Linked DNA regions of Capra hircus: region 2 is linked to region 1. The links are chromatin contacts, called in public Hi-C maps. All regions are on one chromosome and are shown on one strand. The core of a region is the stretch at or near the end of the contact, and the rest is flanking DNA. Distances in the headings are between cores, read along the strand shown.

What was found. Hi-C and Micro-C count contacts between places; a contact is called where the count stands out from the background.
Region 2: a Hi-C map of blood shows a contact between it and region 1, with 1.8 times the contacts expected there. The contact joins the promoter of TRMO here to the enhancer-like site in region 1. A contact is called at or near these places in 2 of 5 Hi-C or Micro-C datasets (both in blood).

Annotation. Positions count from the first base shown.
Region 1 is chr8:62,574,337-62,579,900 of ARS1.2, forward strand. No RefSeq gene overlaps it. Among named protein-coding and RNA genes, the nearest start is that of XPA, 6.4 kb to the left of the region's middle. Within about 2 kb of position 2,620, at least 2 of the 5 cell types and tissues checked have an H3K27ac peak or open chromatin away from gene starts, as enhancers often do.
Region 2 is chr8:62,753,601-62,759,164 of ARS1.2, forward strand. It overlaps TRMO (tRNA (adenine(37)-N6)-methyltransferase), which reads right to left and starts at 3,458. Exons shown (of 7, transcript XM_013966050.2): 1 at 3,305-3,458; 2 at 1,049-1,223; 3 at 60-217. The coding sequence starts at 3,380.

The DNA of each region.
Region 1 (5,564 bases), core at 1,370-3,869:
GCACTATTCACAATAACCAAAAGATTGAAACTACCCAAATGTCCGTCAAATGATAAACAGATAAAATGTGGCGTATCCGAGAAGGAAAATAATTCGGCCGTAGAAAGGAAGTACTGACACATGCTACCACATGAATGAACCTTGAAAATATTATGCATTTCTTTTACATGAAACGTGGAATAAGCAAACCCATAGTGACATAAGCATATTAGTGGTTGGCAGGGACTGAGGGGAGAAGGAGATGAGAAGTGACTGCTTAATTAGTGTGGGGTTTCCTTTGGCGGGTAATGAAAATGTTCTGTCGTGACAGTTTCACAACATTGTGAATGTACTACATGTTGCTAATGGTAAATTTCATAAGTTTTTTAAAAATTCAAATTCTGACTGGGCCCAGGCAGGTAATGGAAGTTAATGAATCCATCCAGGTGTCACACTCTGTAAAGTGGAGTGTGAGGGCCCCTCTAAGGGAAGAGCTACTGCGTAGCTCCAGTGAGTAGACAGAATTTGGGCCCCTTGTTGCCAACTGCCCAATGTTTGAAGAAAAGTAACTGCTTCTCAAGTTGTAAAGCACATACAAGTCACCTGGTGATCCACTTAAAATGCAGATTCTGATTCAGTAGGTCCATGGTGGGACTCGAGCTATGCCTTTCTAATGAGCTCCCTAATGGAGTTGCAGCTCCATTAACCATAGGTCTAATAGTAAAGGTCAGGTCCACAGGTTTTCAAACTTGGCTGCACCCTGGAAGCAATTTGAAAAACGCAGTCTGATGTCATTGGTCAGGGGTGGGATCTGGGTATTAGGATTTTATAAAGCACCCTGTCCCCCACACCTATGATTCTAATGGGCAGCACACTTTGAGAGTCAGTACCCTAAATGACCCCCCTAGACGCTATGCTGGAGAAGGCAATGGCACCCCACTCCAGTACTCTTGCCTGGAAAATCCCATTGGCAGAGGAGCCTGGTGGGCTGCAGTCCATGGGGTCACGAAGAGTCAGACACAACTGAGCAACTTCACTTTCACTTTTCACTTTCATGCTTTGGAGAAGGAAATGGCAGCCCACTCCAGTGTTCTTGCATGGAGAATCCCAGGGACGGGGGAGCCTAGTGGGCTGCCGTCTATGGGGTTGCACAGAGTCAGACACGACTGAAGTGACTTAGCAGCAGCAGCAGCAGCAGCAGCAGCAGACTCTATGCAGCTCTAAGAGCCTCAGTGGACATGAGCTTGAGCAAACTCCAGGAGACTACGGTAAAGGACAGGGAAGCCGGGTGTGGTGCAGTCCATGGGATCACAAAGAGTCAGACACAACTGAGCGACTGAACAAAACAAACAAAGAGCCTTTGAGACTGCAATATTTCTGTGTGGGACAAGATAACTGTTCTCTCCGAAGGTAACCTTTTGAGAATAATTAGCCCCTGGAACCTCCTCCCCAAGAAAGCACTCCAAGCTTGAATCCTGAAGGACAGGGACCATAGCTCAGATGCCGCACCGGTCCTGGTATTTTGTTAACTCTTGACAACCTTTTGGGTTTCCTTTTACTGGTAACTCCCTCTCCTTGGGCTTCCTGACCTTTGTTAGCAAGTTTCGTGTAACTGGGTCTGAATTGTTAGCTGAAGCCGCAACCAGGCTAAACCAAGGCTCCTCCTTTAGAGAAAAGAGTACATGCCCCAATCTGCACACCCCACACAGTGACAAAGGCTGCAGGGCTTGCCCAGAGCACAACGGCATGAGTCACCTTGGTGGGGGCACAAAAGGAAAGCAAGTGAGGAGAACAGAGCAGTAAATATGTTCTTGCCTCACCCCATTCAGTGTCAGGAGCAATCTCTGACTACATCTGTATTCTTGCTTGTGCCTCTCACCTCCCAGACCAACTGTGATCCTGGCTGAAAGAGGAGTAATGAACAAAGCACAGGAAGAACTGAAAGCCCTAACAGAGCTTGAGAAAGAGCGGGCAGGTAGGAATGGAAGCCAGGAGGGGAATGAAAACCTTGGCAGCACTTCCTGGTAGACCTCCTCTCTGAGAGCATTACTGGGGTTAGTCATGCCTGAGAGGACAGGATGTGAACATATTTGTCTTTATCATCTAGTAAATAGTACATATGTGTGGCTTTCTTTTTTACTTTCATTTTTTACCCCTGATTGCTGTGCTTTACCTCTTAATGTGGTCACTTTGAACATCACTGGCATAAATTTACAATAGGAGAACATCCATGGTAAGGAGAACACCAAGTTGGGCAACTGTCTGGGATAAGCACACAGGAACACAGAAATTAGCCTGATCCTATAGACCTAAGCTGTATTGCTTTAGTAACCCAGGAAATGCGGTCTCTTTTGTCTGTAACTGACGCCCTTCTGGAAAAACTTTAAGATTTCAACCTCCCTGAACCAAAAGATAAAGCGATTGAGGCAAAGCCATCATATTGAAACCTGGATCAATAAAATGTATGTGCAAAGGGATTTAGAAAACATCTTAAAGACCAACAACCATATTCTTTCCAGAAGCAATAAGAAGGAGGAGGGTCCAAACAATTCAACTAAGGACAGGAACTAGGAAAGATGATTATCAGTGCTGAAAGCCAAAATCTAGTCACCCACTCACCAGCAAGGGCAGATCTTTTCCCACTCTGCATTCCCCAGGTCCTGAATGTGGGCCAAGGGACCTTGCTTCTTACTGCCTTTTCCAGGAAACCTGCCTGTCTCCTTCCTTGGGCACCTGTCAACCTCACGTGTGCTGGTACTGTGGCTCCTCCACATAAGAAGTGATACCTACCTGCCTCCTTAACTAAATTATCAGGTCCTTGAGAGATGGGACCGTCTAGTTCATCCCAGTATCGCCAGCACAGCATCTGCACAGAGTAGCTGCTCATTTAATGTTTGTGGCATTAAATAAACAGAACAAATAATGCTGAATAAACCTACTCAGAGGCCTCACCAGCACTGAAAACTCAACGTCCAAAGCTGAACCCGACAACCAACTCAGCTCTGGTATTTACACACCTGTGGAAACAGGGAACACTCTACTTCAGAACAGCCCACTCCACTGTTGCCTAGTTTTGGCCATTATTTTTTGCAATAATAATAATAATAACAGTAAACACTATGGTCTTAGTATATAGTAGGTGTTTCTAAGCATTTAAAATTTATTAATTAATTTTTATAGCTACTCAATGATTGTATTCACTAATCCCAGTTTATAGATGAGATAATAAGGTACAGAGATGTTAAATAATTTATTCAAGGTCGTAATCTAGTGACAGAGCTGAGATTAACCAGGCACAGCCCAGCCCCGGTATCAATAATCTCAACCACTAAACTTTAAGTCTCAACATTAACAGAATGTCTTCCTCTTACTTCTCCACTAGTACTCATTCAGAGCTGGGATCAGAAACCAGGTCCTTGCAATACTCTACATGGGTAATACCCTAATACATGGTCCCTGCAATGCACTTCATGGCTTGAAACAGACAGGACTGTCTCTGTTTGAAGTCTGGTTTGAGAGTTATTGTTGCCAGTCTTAAATAGGGCCAAAGGAGGATGAATGTGACCCAGGGCTCATTCATTAAGTGGATGAACTCCAATCGACATAATGGGGTGATAGTCTTATGGTTGCCTGTTTTCTTACTACCCCCAACTGGAGTTTTTGTTTTCCTTTCAATTACCTTTATAAAAAGTGTGGTTGCAACTTCAAACCACAAACCACTTAAATTTTATTGGCAAGTACTTCCTCTAATGGTTGGAGTCCCATTGAACAGTGAACTATTTGTCACCAGACACACTTGTTTTTACAGTTTTTATAATGTTTGGAAATTGGATGAGTGTCTCTGGCTTCCATCCTTTCTCTGGTCCTACAGCAGGCCTAGTTCAGCTCCCATTGTCTTTTCCCTGAACAGCCTCCAGGCTGGTCTCCCAGTCTCTCCTGACCCATCTTATACTTGGTCTTACAGTTTCATTTTTCTAAAGTACAGCTTTAGGGAATCTCCTAGCAGTCCAGTGCTTAGGACTCCAAATGCTTTCACTGCTGAGGGCCTGGATTGAATCCCTGATCAAGCAACTAAGACCCCACAAGCTGCACAGTGTGGCACCTCCCCAAGAAAAGAGTACATCTTTAACTGTTTGCTCAAAAATCATTTGACCCCAGTTCAGTTCAGTTGCTCAGTCATGTCCGACTCTTTGCGACCCCATGGACTGTAGCATCTGACACCAAGCCTGCAGTTAATCCCCATCATCTGTTCCAGCTGCCTTTGGGTGCTTACCTTCCATGAATTTTCACTGAACTTTATGCTCTATCTTCCTATCTTCTAGGCTGGTCCTGCATTCTTCTTGCTTCTGGACTATTTCCCTCTCTGCAATTCTTTTGTTCATGCACTCACTCACTCATTCTTTCATTTGTACATACATTCAATCAGCAACTTTAAGGCCCCATGCTCCAAGCGAGGACTTATGCTGAGGACCAGGAATACAGCAACAAATTAATGATGCTCCTTTCAAGAAACTGATTTCCATTGCCTTAAAGATTAATTATGTGGATTATCTTTTCATGTGCATATTAGCCATTTGCATATCTTGTTGGGAGAAATGTCTATTCAAGATCTTTGCCCATTTTAAAGTTGAATTATTTGTCTTTTTATTATTGAACTGTAAGTTTTTATATGATATATATCCCAGTTTTCTAATTGTTTCCCTTATGCTTTTGTATTTTCTAAGTTTTCTACAACGATAAGTGACTCTGATAAGCAGAATATCTAAAATGTGATACTAACCTACGTGAAAATGTGGAAATCGTACTAATCAAACTTATGAATGGTAATAAATGAGGAAGAATGTTAATGTATTGGGGTTTTTTTTGTTTTACAAAATCAAGATCCATTCTTGGAGGAGCAGAACTATGGGTAAAATATTCAGTGTGTTAGTGTGAACTTCCTCACTTCAACAATTTTGTCAGTGTGTTTGATGAAGTGATTTTTTCTGTGTAAGCGGAAGCTGAAATTAGATGATATCCTGCATGTTCAACCGGCACTGTCTATGATTTTCGGTTAAGGTAGGGGTAGAACTCTCTTGACAAGGGTTCATGAAAAAGCAATCTGAAGGTCTTGGTGTCCCACAGACTCAGTGGGGGTCAACACGTGATGTGACTGATGAAAAGAGAGGACGTGATCTGAGATGACAAGAATCAAAGCAGGGTATCTGAACTGAGAGAGAGGTTTGTCCTGCCAATTGAGCTGTTCAGACCATACCAGAAGCATGTTCCCACTTCTGAACAACACTCCAGGAATTGGAGCACCATCTATGTGGCTGGGTTGGGGAGGGAAGGGCTAGAAGGAAAGTGCTGGGAGGATGGCCACTTCAGAAGAGTCGTGATCACGGCACTGCGTCTCTGAAGGGTTTCCCTGGGCAAAGGCATCAGTGTGGTCTGCCAGGCCTGTATCATCTCACTTAACTGGAAATTCACAGCTGCCTCACTGGGCAGGATTTCTTCTTACCTACACCACGAGACCCAGGGCTAGACTCACGGCAGTTCCAATGGCCCCTCGTCTTGGAAGCTGAAGACCCAAATGGCAATCAGGT
Region 2 (5,564 bases), core at 2,208-4,707, 180 kb after region 1:
TATGTTGATTTTATAAGACTTCTTTTGGTTAAGGAAAAATAGGTAAAAGTAGAAATTACCTTCTACTCTTTCCAGTTTGGCCAGGGTCAGTCCTATTGCATTGGGACGATGTGGGCTCCTTGTAGAGAAAACGCCAGTCTTTGCACCATTCAGCCTAGGAGGCTGTACTTTTGCCTTACAGCTCAAATGACCATTTTTGTGAAAAACAAACAAAATCCTATTGAAAATAAACCAAATTACTGAGTAAGAAAAGAAGACAAAGAAATTAATCTATCATAATGATATGGAGGAGGAAAAAACTGTACTCCTCACAAACTAAAACAGAAAGAATGCCTTTAATGGTATTAAAATATGATCAGTGGGGGAAAAAAATGTTGGGGTGAGGAAGAATGAACAGAGACGAAATTTAAGTGACAGCAAGTAACACTAGTATAACACAGGCCTTAATATAGCTAACACTTTACTTAAAAGTATCAAGATTTCTAGGGTTTCTTTTGTCTTTTAGGAAAAGCAGACTTAATACTTCGCAGGTATAGAGCAAAGTCCACAAACTTTTTCCTTAAAGGAGCAGCTGGAAAATATTTTAAGGTTTGCAGGTCAACCAGTCTCTGCTATAAAAATTCAACTCTGCTACTGTAGCACAAAAGCAGCCACAGCCAGCACATAAATGAATGCTCGTGGCTGTGTTCCCATAAACTTACTGACAAAAACAGAAGATGAGATGGGTATGCTCCATGGGCCATAGCTTGCTGACCCCTGGTCTAGAAGACAGAATAATGACCCATGGGCAGAACTGAGGTCTACAGATTTCAGCTCAACAGAAGTCACCCATCACAATTAGAACAACTGCAAATGGAGTGTGCCCCCTCAGTGGATCCCACACTTCCCTGACGGTGTCCAAGTTATGCCAACATTCACATTCATGCCTATGAATCCCATGCAATAGATAAGGGTGGTCTGGATGGCAGTCTCCAAGGGTACTTCTAACTGGAGTACTCAGAGACAAGTTCTGGTCCAGAGTACCATTTCTAACTAAAAAACAACTTACCAAACATGAGAAAACTGTTCTAAGCCCATCAAGGAATGTTCAGGATTATTAAAGATGCTTTTTCTAATCCTCAAACAAGCCCGTGAATGGCTACAAATGGATGGCTGCCTTGGAGTACCATTCTTGGCTGAGAAACAGGATTCCAAGTAACCAATTGGCTCAGTTAAAAGATTCCCTACAGAAGAAAATTAGGTAAGAAATCATTAATTAAAAGGTCAAGTAGAATGAAATAATGCCATTTGCAGTAACACAGACAGACCTAGGGGCTTCCCTGGTAGCTCAGCGAGTAAAGAATCCCCCTGTAATGCAGGAGACCCTGGTTTGATTCCTGTATTGGGAAGATTCTCTGGAGAAGGGATAGGCTACCCATTCCAGTATTCTTGGGCTTCCCTGGTGACTCAGAAGGTAAAGAATCCACCTGAAATGAGGAAGATCTGGGTTCAAACCATGGGTTGGGAAGATCCCCCAGAGGAGCCCATGGTAACCCACTCCAGTATTCGTGTCTGGAGATCCCCATGGACAGAGAGCCTGGCCAGCTACAGTCCATGGGGTGGCAAAGAGCTGGACATGACTGAGCGACTCAGCACAGCACAGCACAGCACAGACAGACCTAGAGATTATCATGCTAAGTAAACTAGACTTCATACTAAGTGAGAAAGCCAAATACATGATATTGCTTATAGGTGGAATCTAAAAAAAATGATAACGAACTTATTTACAAAACAAATAGACTCACAGACACAGAAAACAAATTTACAGTTACCAAAAGGGGAAGAGGAGGATAAATTAGGAGTTTGGGCTTAACATATACACACTATTTTACATAAAACAGCCAAAAATGACCTACTGTACAGCCTGGAAAACTATACTCAATATCTTATAACCTATAATGGTTATTATAAAGAGAATATATAAAAAGAATACACACATACATATAACTGAATCAGTTTGCTGTACACCTGAAACTAATACATTATATATCTACTATATTTCAATGAAAAATTTTTAAAATAAAATATAATAGAAAAATTTTTTAAAGAGAAGTCACAATTTCCTACAAAATAGTGTTAACACAATGTATTAAAACCCACCATGATTATTTTTCTTTTCCAAGCAGGCAAAAATAACAACAAAAAAAAAGGTCAAGAAAAGATGTAGGAAGACGTGTTTTCTTTAACGCAATGACTTCATAGTTTTAAAATCTACCAGATGTTTCCTACATGCGTGTATGCTTAGTCGTGTCCAACTTTGTGACACCCCAGACTATAGCTGTCCAACTTTGTGATGCCCCAGACTATAGTTGGCCAGGCTTCTCTGTCCGTGGAATTTTCCAGGCAAGAATACTGGAGTGGGTTGCCATTTCCTACTCCAGGGGATCTTCCTGACCCAGGGATCCAATCTGTGTCTCCTGCCTTGGCAGGTGTATTGTTTACCACTGAGCCACCAGGGAAGCCTCTACCAGATGTTCAGTTCAGTTCAGTCACTCAGTCATGTCCGACTCTTTGCAACCCCATGGACCACAGCACGCCAGATGTTATGCAACTATAAAACAAGATTCTTAAAACATTCATCAGTTTAGTTCAGTTCAGTCCCTCAGTCATGTCTGACATTCATAAGTACATATAAATATCCTCATCATTACATATGCATTGTTATATCCTTTTAGATAATAAACTGAAAAGAACATGGGTGAAAGGAAAAATTCATGTTTAGAAGACTTACTATAATTCAAATTCTATGCTACCATAACTATGTATGTGACCTTGGTCAGGACTATGGAGTATTTCAAATAGAGAGAATAAGGTGCACAAAGTTAAATGACAAATTTTCTAGCATAAGAAGGGAACAAAACAGTTTGATTGGAGTGTGAAATACAAGGCAAAGAATAAAAGGACACGGGTTGCATATAAGATGCTTTTAATTGAAAAAACACAGTACATGAAACGAACTAGTTTTAAGCAATAAAGGGAGTGCATGGGGTCACAGTACACAGTAGTTCTTAGTGCATGTGGCTATTCCGCCAAGACCTTGCCAACCTTAGCCACCAAAGAGCAGAGAGATGACATCATCCCGCTCACCTCAGACACATCACGTGGTCGCCTGAGCACATGATCCGTAACTTCGCAATAAATACGAAAAACGACCCTTGTCCATTCAAGGTCTCGCAAGTCCCGTCCCCCCTCTGCAGTGAAAACGGTTAAGACCTGCTCCTGGAGGTCTTAACGCGCGCAGAACCGCCAGCCTCTTAGAAGTTACCTGTCTCCAGAGCCGGCTTCACACACCCGCACGGGGTCGCTGTGGCGCGAGGCCCGGACTCTTTCAAGTCGCGCATGGCTACGGGTCACACAGGAGCCCACCCAACACGTTCAAACCTTCCGCTTCCGGTTTCCCTACCTGGCGCCTGCGTAGTAGCTGTGCCGGCGGATGGCGCCAAGATTGAGCACGCGCAGGGCGGGGGCGCTGGGGGAGTGAGGCTGCGGGCGGGGGATGTCAGAGGCTACCACTAGGTGGCGGTTAGAGGTTGGAGGCCTTATTCCGCTTCTGTGTCTTGTGCTGTCTCGCACGGACCCGCTTCAGTTTAAGGGTCCAAGTTACCGCCCTTTTGGCCTTCCCTGGTGGCTCAGAGGATAAAGCATCTGCCTGCAATGCAGGAGACCCGGGTTCGATCCCTGGGTTGGGAAGATTCCCCTGGAAATGGACAGAGGAGCCTGGCGGGTTACAGTCCACGGGGTCGCAAAGAGTCGGACACGACTGAACGACTTCACTTCACTTATCGCCCTTTCCATTGAGAACAAGTCGATGAAGATTTATGCATAAAGATACTCGAAATAATAAGCAACCTACTCATCCAACGCATGATGCTAATTTTTAAATAAAAAGAATATGTATATACAGTTATCACATAGCGAGATGACGGGATGTTAAGAAAACGTTAATACTTCTTGAGTAGTGGGAATACACAGATGGTCGTTTATACTTTTCTGTATGCTCCCAATTTTTCCATAATAAAAAGGATGTTTAGTCAGAAAAGAAACCCAAATAAACCTCGTTTCAAATCTAATGGATGTGTAGCTCTACACCAGACTAGGTAGAGATAAGAAGTGGGGACTATTCCTTGCGCTCCGTACCTCACGAGAACTGAAGTGAGAATGAAACTGAGTCAACGGCCGTATACATTGGGATTGTAGTGGTTGGTTGGGGGAAGCTCTAAAAAGTTGAGGGCCTACAAGAATCAGTTTTCAGCACCTGCAATACCAGTTACCCCTGCAGCGCTAGCCTGGCCTCTTACGTGTGTGTGTGTGTGTTAGTCGCTCAGTTGTGTCCGACTCTGTGACCTCATGGACTGTAGCCCGACAGGCTCTTCTGCCCATGGAATTCTCCAGGCAAGAATGCTGGAGTGGGTAGCCATTCCCTTCTCTAGGTCATCTTCCCCACCCAGGTACTGAACCCAGGTCTTCTGCATTGCAGGCAGATTCTTAACCGTCTAAGCCACCAAGGCCTCTTACCTACTTACTTGTAACCTCGTCTCCCACCTGTATATTTATAAAGTTTCTCTGTATGCTTAATTCTGCTTCTGAGTTTTTTATCCTGCTTTTTCTTGGGCTAGGGGAGGGAGAGAGACATATTGCTTGCAAAACAAATTATTCAAGATCGTAAAACTCCACAGATTTAAAAGTTTAACAACCATGAAAACCTGTTCCTAAACATGTTCATTTGTCATTAACTAATAGACCACCATCAGAAAATAACCATCAGAAGGAGTCAAAGATTTAAAGAGAGGATTGTGGGTTTTAAAACAAAAACTTTTAAAAGTGATGAAATTCATAACCCTACATGTCTGCTAGGTTTTTTCCACGTGAAATTTGAAAAAGAATACCTTTATTCTGTTTTCAGGAGGGAACAGTTCTGGGCAGCTGTGAAACAAAAGTTAAGTTGAGAACTGTTGAGCTCTTTGCACGATGTAAAACTGGGGCCGAAATGGCTGCAATTTTCCACTAGATGGAGGTGTTGCTAAAAGTGATAGTCGCTTTGTGGCCCAACAGAGGTATTTGCCTGCTTGGCCTTAGATATCATATACAACGAAAGTCACGCCAGAAATACGATACTAAGTGTGACATGTTCTGAAATGCATAGCAGACTTGGAGACACTGATGAAGTAGATTGTTACTTGATTTAAAGGAAAAAGTTCTCTTTATGGAAAGCAGGAACTTAAATATGTAGCACTTTCATTATATGATTTGCAATTTTTATTATCCTGTCTAGAGGATATATGATTATATAAATAACAATTATATGTGATTATTTGTAGTTTATGGTACAATCTTTTCTCTAGAGGTAGGATCTAAGAATCTGCCTTAAAAAAAAACCAAACCCTAAATGATTCAAAGTAGGTATCTGCCTACACTTTGAGAAACACTCCTCGATATAATGATTCTTTTTTTTTTTTTTTCTCTTAGTTGCAGCCTGGAGGATCTTTGTTGTGGTGTTCAGACATAGATGCCCCATGGCATATGGG